Regions from separate parts of the Ovis aries genome. Here region 1 is linked to region 2. Evidence: chromatin contacts called from public Hi-C data. All regions are on one chromosome and are shown on one strand. Each heading gives the region's core, a stretch centred on a gene start, on an enhancer-like site or on the middle of the called end of the contact. The rest is flanking DNA. Distances are from core to core; before and after follow the strand shown.

Region 1 (5,599 bases), core at 2,159-4,658, 190 kb after region 2:
TCTGTAAATTAATTAAAAGTACTCTTCCCTGCTGAAAGTGAAGTATTTGCAGTCTAATTTGGCAGATGGCTATTTGAATCACCCAGGTGAAATGAATTTCTTAAGACACAGTATTTCGTAAGTCGTTAAACGTTTTCACTCCCAAGCAGTCTGTTCTTAAAATATTTGCAGGGATAGAGGCAGACAGACTATAATAATGGCATCCACTTATGTCGGAATGGACTCAACAAGGGCTTGTTTTACGTGTTCAGGCATTTGTTAATGAAATAGAAACAATCGAATCATCTCTGAAAGACATGAAAGAAATAGAGGCTAACTTCCGAAGCTGTCCAGCTGCTGGAATCAAAACCTGGATGCAAACAAAGCTAGTTGACTGCCAATCACAACTGGAGAAATTTAGCAAGGAAGTAAGTTTTTCAGCTTAACCTGCATGTGAATTTCAAGGGGTAGATAATGGCTTCTCTTAACTGAATAATTTTATATCCCATCCAGACTGAAAACCAGTGATCTAGAATAACTATAGCATGGGTGGCAGGTTGGGGCAAGAATTGGATAACTTTTTAAATGAAGAGTGGGTACTGTTGTCCACTCTGCCCCTGGATGGGAATGAGCTTGATGTGTGCAATAAAGAACAAGAACATCATTGTAGCTGGAATAGAATGAAGGGAAGAGTTAGCAGGTTGGAGGGAAGGATTTGGGGTCAGGAGGTAAGTAGAGATGGGTTGTGTATTGCTTTTGAGACATAGGTTTTGAATTTTATTCCAAATATGATTTCACTTAGAAAGCAGAGGGTTTTGAGCAATGAATTGACATATGATAGATCCGTTAAGATCACTGTGGCTTCCTTGTGGATAATTTGCTCTATGAAAGCAAGAATAAAAGTGGGGAGAATACTTAAAAGGTTATTGCAGTCTTAGAGAAAGAAGATGGCCCCATGGACTAGGGAGATAGTGGTGGAGGTCATGGGAAATGTTAGGTTTGGACTAAATTTTGAAAGTGGAGATGGGAGTCTAGTAATAGATTAATGTGATATGAGAAAAAGTGAATAGTTAGCAACTGTTCTGGATTTTTGCGAAGCTTCCAGTTTGTGTAAATTGTGGTGCCATTTACTGAAACGGTAAAAAACTCAAGGAGAAGCTTTAGTGGGAATAGGTCAAGTGATGCTGCCCATACTGGGACTAAATTCAAAATTACAGTACGTGCAAATGGGGTTTCTAGCACTAATCAGCGGCCAAGGATGCTAAGGAGGAAAGGTTTGCCCCAGGGGAAATGCCAGAGGAGTAAGACCCCAAAAGCTGGGTGGAGAAAACTTTTCACAGATCAATGCTGAGCTGAGCCCAGTCAAAACTGGAAAGCACATTAGATGGAAGCTTTTGATGACGTTGAGAAAAGTGGTTCCAATGGAGTGGTGGGAAAGAAAGTCACACTGCAGAATGTTGAGGAGAGGAAAGGAGATGAGGTCCTGGGGCAAGGGTAACCAGCTTTGAGAATTTCTCTATTCAGGGGAACAGAGAAATGAGATTTGTACTAGAATGGAACTGTTTTTGTAATTATTTTTTTCAAAGATATTATTGAAAGTTTGCATGCCAAAAAAGATTTCACTTAGAAAGAGGAGATGATACAGAAGACTGAGAGAAGATAAAGACTGAAACAAAGTCTGTGGTTAGGCAAGAGTGGATGAGGTCCACCCTTCAAGTGAAAGAGCTCCTGTTAGGAGGTCCCTCTGTGGTAATGGATGGGGCAGCACCTGTAGGTACTGTAGAAATATGGTGTAGTGGTTTTCTTTTGATTGTTCTATTTTGTTAGTGAAACAATAGTGAGGTTGCATAGAGCTGGAGTGAGTGAGAAGGGATAAAAGAATGAGAAGAGAAAATGTGAAATGCGGGACTACTCTACAGACAGTCACATAGACAGTGTATATCCCTCAATACAGTGTTTTCTTATTTAATGTTTATATAAGAAAACTTTATATTTACATCCCTGAGTATTTTGTTTCCCCACAATTTCCTTATTTTGAGCAAGTTGAATTTTAAAGAAAAGTTAAAATTATGGTTGCGGGAAGAACCATAAACCACTCCTAAATTTGCCAATTCTGAGTGTCTTACCACATTTGCCTTTTCTCTTTCTCCCTCATCTCTTTACATATATATATATACATACCACCCACACGTATGCCTTTTTTTTTTTTTTGCTACATGTAGTTTTGACAGCAAGTTGAAAGTATTTTGACACTTCAGTCTTAAATACTTCAGCATGCTTCTTCCATGCATGAGGACAGTCTTCTACAAAAGTGCAATATCATTGTCACACTTAAGAAAATGCTTTCATAATATCATCTTATATTCTAGTCAAATTCAGACTCCTCTAAATGTGTTATAATTTGGTGATATATGCTTAAAAGTATTTTGAGGAAGTAAATAAGGAAAATGGTTTGGAAGTGATGATGAGGAGCAAGGAAGATGAGATAGATGGATAGAGTGATAGAGCCTTGATTGATAGATACATGTAGGTATTTAGATCTATTAATCCACTGATAGACATCTATGTATCTATCTATGTATATATGAGGGCAGAGGGAGAAGAGGGCATCAGAGGATGAGATGGCTGGATGGCATCACTGATGCAATGGAGATGGACTTGGGCAAACTTCAGGAGATGGTGAGGGACAGAGGCCTGGCATGCTGCAGTCCATGGGGTCTCAAAAGAGTCAGACATGACTGTGCAACTTAGTAGCAACAACAACATCTGTTTACATATATACATACATACACAAATGACAACATGGAATTAATTGTGAATTGCTATTGACTCAAAGTATGGGGATAAATGTATAGGAAAAATTTTTAAGTGTCTCCAGCAAGGAGGCAACGATGTGCTGTATGAGTAATTAGGTAAAGTTCTAAACTATTGTATTTCATTGAGTAGTAAAAAGGTTGAAGAAATTTTGGACAAACATCATGTTGCGAAATTTTTATTTTTCTAAGGAAGGACAGACATATAAAATCAATAAATAAAAACAGTCTGTTATATTCCCAATCTCATGAAAGGAAAAAGCATCTTAATGCCAAAATATAGAAAGTATATAATCGCAAAATAATTAATGATAACTTTGAGCTTTTCTTTTTTTGGGAAGTTTGCTACAGTGTCTTTATCTTTCTTACTTCTCTGAGGCTCCATGAAAATTGTATATAATTGACTAGTGTTTAGAAACTACTTGCGAAAAGAATCTGGGGAATGCGGGCCCCCGAAATCTGTGTTTCCTTTTTTTAAAGCTCACCAAGTTGAAGTGTTGCTCAGCAGGGCTGTGTGGGTTGCTGCCAGTAGGCTTTCTGAGTTCCATGTTGGGCAGTGAAATCCAAGCCCCTGTTTAGTGCCCGTCTATTTTTATGACCATGACCCTGTTTGGACAGTGGAACAGGAAAGCCAGTAAGTATTTCCCCCTTATTCTCATGAGAGCCATCCTATTCCTGTACTGCCCTTTCGTCACCATCAGTTTCACAGCCAACCAAGCCCTGGCAAAGTGACCAGTACCATGAGATTTCATTTGAGCGGGAGGTTGAATAGTGAAGTGAGTCCTGGAAGGTCTACATGGTCTGATATCTTCTTTCACAGCAGAAGTCAGTGTGTGGTTAGAGGGAGGATCTCTCTGAAGGGTGTTTTCAGGCTCCCTGAAATAGTTGACAAAGTTATTGAACCAGATTCAGACAAATACCTATTTTCTAATGTAACTTTTTTGTAGCTGGGTGGAGTATACCAGTAGAGCAGGTTATCAAAACCAAAGTTTTGTAAAGCACTGTTTTATGAATATCTTTAGTAGTAGTCTCCTCTTCCCTATCTTTTGAATTATGTTTTTATTTCCTTAGTTGTGGCTGTGTCAAATCTTCATGGCTGCGGGTTTTCTCCAGTTGTGGAGAGCAGGGGCGTCCCTGTAGTTGCAGTGCGTGGGCTTGCCATTGCAGTGGCCTCTCTTGTGGCAGAGCGTGGGCTCTAGGGATGTGGACTTTGTATTTATAGCACATGCATGTTGGCTGTCAGTGGTTGTGGCACACCAGCTTAGTTGCCCTGCGGCATGTGGAATTTTCCCAGACTTGTGACCCCTGCATTAGCAGGCACATTCTTAACCACTGGACCACCAGCGAAGTCCCTCTTCTCTGTTTTCTAAAAATGCTGTTTTAATGGGGAATCCTGTTAAGAAGGAGAAAATGGACATTTTGGCTGCTTCAGTTAATAGATTTCCTTGAGAGATATGCTTTTATTGATTTAAGTTAGAGTCCTTTGGTTGCATTTTCAAAATTATACTAGATATTTCCATATTACTATCCAAAATGTGATAGTGAATCCCAGCGATAATTGTTGTTTTCGTTATTTCTTCTATTCCACAGCATCAGGACCAAATGTATTAAGGGCTTCATCTGACTTTGAAATCTTGAGATTCTTGGTGGAAAGTTATTGCTCTTTTAGATATTAAAAACTAGAAGTTGACATTTAATGTATTAATATTTGTTTATTTGAGTGAATGACTTTTCCTTTGTAGATTGCTATTAAAAAGAATAGGTTGTCTGAAAGTCAGGAAAAAGTGGTGAACCTGAAAAAAGACCTGGCAGAGATGCAGGAATGGATGACGCAGGCAGAAGAGGACTACCTGGAGAGGGACTTTGAATACAAGTCACCAGAAGAACTCGAGAGCGCTGTGGAAGAAATGAAGGTGAGCCTGGGACAGTGAAGGTCACGGGGCTTTATATCTCATCTTCTCTGCTTAAAACCAGTCAGTCACTCATCTACCTAGCCTTAGAGGGTAGTATGTACATAAAATCTCTCACAGGAAAATTTCCATTTAAAACAAGTAGAAGGGCAGCTACCATTAATGATTTGGGTAGGGATAGGAAGCTGAGCGGAGAAGGCGATGGCACCCCACTCCAGTCCTCTTGCCTGGAGAATCCCATGGATGGAGGAGCCTGGTTGGCTGCAGTCCATGGAGTTGCGAAAAGTCGGAGACGACTGAGTGACTTCACTTTCTCTGTTCACTTTCATGCATTGGAGAAGGAAATGGCAACCCACTCCAGTGTTCTTGCCTGGAGAATCCCAGGGACGGGGGAGAGTCTGGTGGGCTGCCGTCTATGGGGTCGGACAGAGTCAGACGCGACTGAAGCGACTTAGCAGCAGCAGGAAGCTGAGACTCCATGTGTTGAATTTCGGCCATGAGTTGTGCCCATGAGGGCTCCTGACAGAGTCTTCTGCGTTAGAATCTTGAGGAGCTGCAGAGAATGACCCATTGACTGGCCTCAGTTTTATATTCACAATGTTGTGCAACCATCACCACTGTTTATTTCCAGATATTTTCAGGAAGAATTATTTTTCATAAGGAACAGGGGAGACTTACCCATTTCATTTGGGAGCTATCTCTATTTCACCAGCCATATTCTTCCAGCTAATACATAGGGCGCACATGAATACCAAACATTTTACTAGGGCAGGTAAGAGTAGTCATAGGAATATTGTCAAGGGATTCAGTGTCAGTTGGGTCCACAGGATGTATTTCTTGTAAACTTACATTCCTGTGTCAATAGCCTTGCCCAGTCTCTTTTTTATATATACAAAA
Region 2 (5,097 bases), core at 1,991-4,490:
CATAGAGCTATACTCTCTTGACTTGGAAAAGGTAAGGTGAATTCTCCAACCTATGTCCCTCTTTTAAATGCTTCCATGTGGGGGGACTGATTCATAGTCAACACAAAGGAAAAAGTTGAAGGAGCACCTTGCTTTAAAAAAAAATTACTTATTTTAAACTAAAGGATATTTATTTTAAATTAAAGGATATTTGCTTTATAATACTGTATTGGTTTCTGCCATACATCAGCATGAATCAGCCATAGGTACATACACGTCCCTTCCCTGTTGAACCTCACTCCCACCTCCCACCCCATCGCACCCCTCTAGGTTGTCACAGAGCCCTGGTTTGAGTTCCCTGAGTCACACAGCAAATTCCCACTGGCTGTCTATTTACACGTTAGTGTACGTGTTTCATGCTACTCTCTCCATTCATCCCACCCTCTCCTCTCCTGCCACCCCCATGTCCATAAGTCTGTTCTGTCTGCATCTCCATTGCTGCCCAGCAAGTAGGTTCATCAGTATCCTCTTTCTAGATTCCATATATATATAATGAAATATTACTCAACACCTTGCTTTTTAATACATTGTGTATTTCACGATGCTTCTGTTGTTCACAGAGGATCTGCATTTATATAATTTTGCATAAAAAGTTTAGTTGGAAAGCTTTCTTTTTGGCTCTTATGTTAGTATGCAGTTTCCTATATATGAACCATATCTATGTAGAATCATGTCTCTTGATATTATATATACCTACATATGCATATATCTTTATATAGAAATCTATCCACTATTCATATCATCATATTTTCTCCTATGTCAAGGACTTTATCCCCGAGACGTCAGTTCCGTTTTCTTGAATTTTCATGTTCTCGATGACTGCGGGGCAATTCAGAGTTTGGGTTAATGACAAACATGGGCCGCATTCCTATCACTTTTTCTGAATGTTCTACATCTACTTTGGGGTTGAGGGGACAAAACCCCATTACAGGCTTCTGTCCCTGCTGCATGGACTGCAGCTGGAATAATGTTGATTGCAGGTGCACTAACTGCTATCTGCGTCCTGGTGGTCTGTCTCCACTTTCCCCTCAACTCAGTTCTCAAGGTCACACTGGCTGCTCTATGGAGAGATAGTCCTCTGAGGACAAAGTCTCCAACTAACTGTGGTTTCTCTATTTACTGAGCAAACAGGGAGCAGGACCAGAGTGGGACTACTCGGTTATGCCATCAGCAGCAAGTTCTTTGGCCTCCATTGCTTATGTCCTGCAAAGAATATCTGTGTCTGGGTGAGAGGAGAAGGGCTAGAAACAGGCAGGGTCCCAGGTCCCAGGGAAGACACTGGAAACCCCTGAAGCTGGATGTCAGGGTTGGAGTTGGTCTCATATAGATGGTGCCTATTGTTTCATGTGTCCCCTTCCTTAGGGTGTTTTGGGAAACTTAACTAAACATCCCTCAGAGCTTGAAAACTCAGAAATTCTAGGTTCCCAAATGATTGTTTTTCTTCAAAATTTTGAGTTTAATAAATTTATCTTTGTGTAACATTTTGCAATTTGCAAAGTGCTTTTCAGTTACATAATTTTGAGTAATGAAATACTCAAACATTCCCAAGTGGTTTTATTTTAAAGGAGGAGATTTGAGTTTTCATTAACTCCACCAAGACACAGTGCATGACAAGTAGCTTTAAGAGTTTGTAGAATTATCAGTTAAAAGAAGCCCCAGTTTCCTGTGATATAGCCCGACTCAGAATGCATTTGATCTATCCTTTTCTTATAGCACTTATCACTGATCTTGCATATTCTTTTTCTTTTTTTTACTTGCCTTATCTCACTTAGTAGATTTGAATTCTTTAAAGCAACATCTCTGACAGATTTATCTGTGTATTTTTCACAGCACCAGTGAACCTGGCAGGCCCCAAATTGATGTTTGTAAAATGAATGAGTGAATGAAAGCAGATGATTAATTATACTTATTTCCTATTAATATTCTGGATTTTATTTGGCTTATGTGAAGAAACTCCACATAAAGGAAGGAGTCTAAGCTAGAGATTTTATAAGGAATACTGTCTTTCAGAATGCAACCCCCTCCACCCCACCCACAGACCTTTTACTCTATAACTAATAAAAGACTAGTGAATTCTTTCTGAAAAAACTGTTTAAGGCCCCTAGTGTTTGTCTTTACTAACTCAAAATTTGTTAACTCTCAAATATTAAACCAGCAACAAACCAGAGTTCCTTTTCTCATTGTTTATAGGAACTAGGAATTTAGGTTGCTGGTTTTTTTTTTTCCCCCCTCCCAAGTGTATTGATCATGTAAGAGAAACACAGGAACACACTGGGAATGAAATATGTAAACAAAAAAGCTTACACAGCACAAAGGCATTTCTTACCAGGTATTATTTTGACCAGCACCTTAGCCTTGAAACAGACTCTGTAACAGATGTTTAAGTGTGTATGTGTAGTGGAAAAATGGAAAAATAAGATCAGCGCAAACACTATTTGTATATATGTATGAACGAATGTAAAACGAAATTGTCAAGTTTTTCTTAATATTAAAAACGACACCAAGAAAATTATATAAATATACCCTTGGAACTAGGACCAAAAATTTGAAAACGTCAACACACTGAGACGGGGCGAATGGAGGGGCAAATGAGAATTCATTTCTCAAGGGAGGAAAACTGGAGACCGGGTTGGCCTGGGGTGGGTGTGACTCACATTTTCGGTTAATCTGAATAAACGGGACCAGGCAGCATCAGGCATCCATGCTAGCTCCGGGCTCTCAGCACGCACCGTCCGCTCCGGGTGCGCCGCCCCAGGCCAGCCGAGTGCCAGCCGGGCTGCTGCCTGCGGGGAGGGAGCGCGGGGCGGGCGCTGATTGACGGGGCGCGCGGTCAGGTGACCCCGGGCGCCACGTTCCCCGGAGCCCAGCCTGCGGTGGCCGCCTGGGCCGGGCCGGGGCCGAACCCGGAGCCGAGAGGACCTGATCTCCCGGAACAAAGTTGCCGGCCCTGCGGCAGCCGGGACGGGAGAGCCGAGGGGGGAGCCGGACCTGCTCGGCGCCCCTCTACTGGGGAGGACGAACCCGTGTGCCGGTACCGGAGCCGGTTCCCAGGAGGGCGAAGGCGCGCACCCCGCGGTCCTGCGCCCTCCCCGGCCTCCGGCGCTCCTTTCCCCGCTTCAACAAAGGGGCCGGCCGGCGGGCGGGTGAGGGGAGGAGGAGGAGCCGGGGGCGCGAGCCGCCGGCGCACGAAGTTGTGGAGTCGCCTTTCCTCGGAGGAGGGGAGCGGGCGGCCGCAGCGGCCCGCGGGCTTTCTCCCGCCGAGGGGCGAGGAGGAGCCTCCGGCTTCCAAAGCCGATTGGGGAATCGCAGGGAAAGGTGCCCCTCCACCCCTCACCCTCCGCCACCCTCCTTCGGGGTCATTTCTGCAGACGGAAAACTCTCCAGTGTTTGGCAAACTTGGTGCCTGCGCGCCCGTTCCAGGTTTGCAGTGGGACTGTTTTGTTTTTGGCGGAACTACGGGGCAGGAAGATTGCACAAGTTAGGGGCGTTTACAATCGAGTGTCCAAAAAAAATTTTTTTTTTTCTTTCGGATCTGGTCTGGTTTTCCATATTTCCTTAAAAAAAAAAAACAAACAACAAACAAACAAACAAACAAAAAACCGCACCACAAAGCCCACGTTTGCACACACACCCGCGATTACTACGCCTGAAACACATCCGAGGAGACCCGGGCCGGCTTGGGACTCGGCGGCGGCGGGCTGGCGAGGCAGCCCGCGGGGCATGGGAGCAGGTAAGTCCATGCATTATTGAGCCTCGGCCGGGTAATGTGACCACAGCCCCGGGACGCGGGACGTAGGCTGCGGGGAGGATGCAGTTTTCAGCGGCTCCGGTGCCCAGGATCAGCTTCCCGAGCTCCTTCTCAAGGCTGAGCCTAAGATGTAACCAACTTTTGCGTGCACTTTCCTTGGAACCTCAGTTCAGCTCCCCGCCCTGGGACAGGGAATGCCAGAAACGTGGGGGAGAGCTCGGGCTCGGAAGTCCTCAGAATCCGTGTAGTATTTCCTAAAGATCCGAACTCTTTCGACTGGTTCTGGGCAGCCTCTTGACTCCCTGAGTTTTTCTCCTGGCTGGGGTGAGAGGGTCCTGCCTCCGTGCGCTCTGGGCCAGTGATCTCCAAGAGGGGACGTGGCTTCCTAGGAGGGCCTGTCACACACACACACACACACACACACACACACACACCCCTCAGCCCCGGGAAGGCGGGGCCCCGGAGGTGTCCGCCAGGACCGGGTGGGGAGACGTTCCCAGCCATCCGCCTGGCAGGAAACGTGCTCGACCTCTGGGCCGTTGCTGCTCCCGAGGGTGGGGTTTTGGTGAGGTGACAAGGAGCGCTCAGTCGGTGAGTAGTCCCGCGCGATTGCGTCTTCTGGGGTCCCGGATCCTTGGCACATCTTGCAGCAATTGGTAAGGTAATTCATGTCCCTGTTTTGCTTGGGGTCCGAGGCACTGGTCGCTCAAGGCCCCTTTAGGAAACCGACACAGCACAGATTTTAGGCTGTGCAAGTTTTAGAAGGCATTCCGTTAAAAGTGGATTTTTTTTTTTTTTTTTAAAGCCAAGCCCCAGATTACGAAAGGGACTGATTCCAGGGTTGTTTCAAGGGGAGGAGAGAGTGTGCCCGGCTTGCAGGAGCCAGAAGACTCGCACTTTGTTTTCCACTGAACTGGGGATCCCGGGTCTAACCTGGGTCTCCCCCGCTCCCGGGATGCCCCGGGGAGAGTCTCCTCTTTGCCAGCCCCCAGGGTCACCTGGGCCCCGCGAGTTGTAACCCCTTGTGGGGGAGTGAACCGAGTTCTGGGAAGCCCGGATCCCCTGGGTCCGGGCGGGAGCTTGCTGCTCCTGGGAACCCGGCAGTAGCCGCATCTATTCCCTTGTAACTTGCATGGGCCTTGGGAGTCGGGTGGGCGCCTCTGGGCTGGTTGCTAGTGGACCCGGGGGACCCGGGAATCAGGCGACAGCGCAGGAATGCGGAGCTCCTGGGTTCTTCGGCCTCCAGAGCACCGGTGGGGCGAGGGCCATGGTTTACGCGGAGTCATTCCCCGCCCCCTGGACCAGTTTCT

What was found. A called contact is a pair of places that touch in the nucleus more often than the background predicts.
Region 1: a contact with region 2 is called in a Hi-C map of muscle, with 4 times the contacts expected there. The contact joins the enhancer-like site here to the promoter of UTRN in region 2. A contact is called at or near these places in 3 of 16 Hi-C or Micro-C datasets (muscle and tail adipose tissue).

The regions. Positions count from the first base shown.
Region 1 is chr8:69,026,488-69,032,086 of ARS-UI_Ramb_v3.0, forward strand. It overlaps UTRN (utrophin), which reads left to right. Exons shown (of 74, transcript XM_060419784.1): 25 at 252-407; 26 at 4,535-4,705. Among named protein-coding and RNA genes, the nearest start is that of UTRN, 190 kb to the left of the region's middle. Within about 2 kb of position 3,409, at least 1 of the 54 cell types and tissues checked has an H3K27ac peak or open chromatin away from gene starts, as enhancers often do. A contact at or near this core is called in muscle, where this site is marked.
Region 2 is chr8:68,836,409-68,841,505 of ARS-UI_Ramb_v3.0, forward strand. It overlaps UTRN (utrophin), which reads left to right and starts at 3,241. Exons shown (of 74, transcript XM_060419784.1): 1 at 3,241-3,769.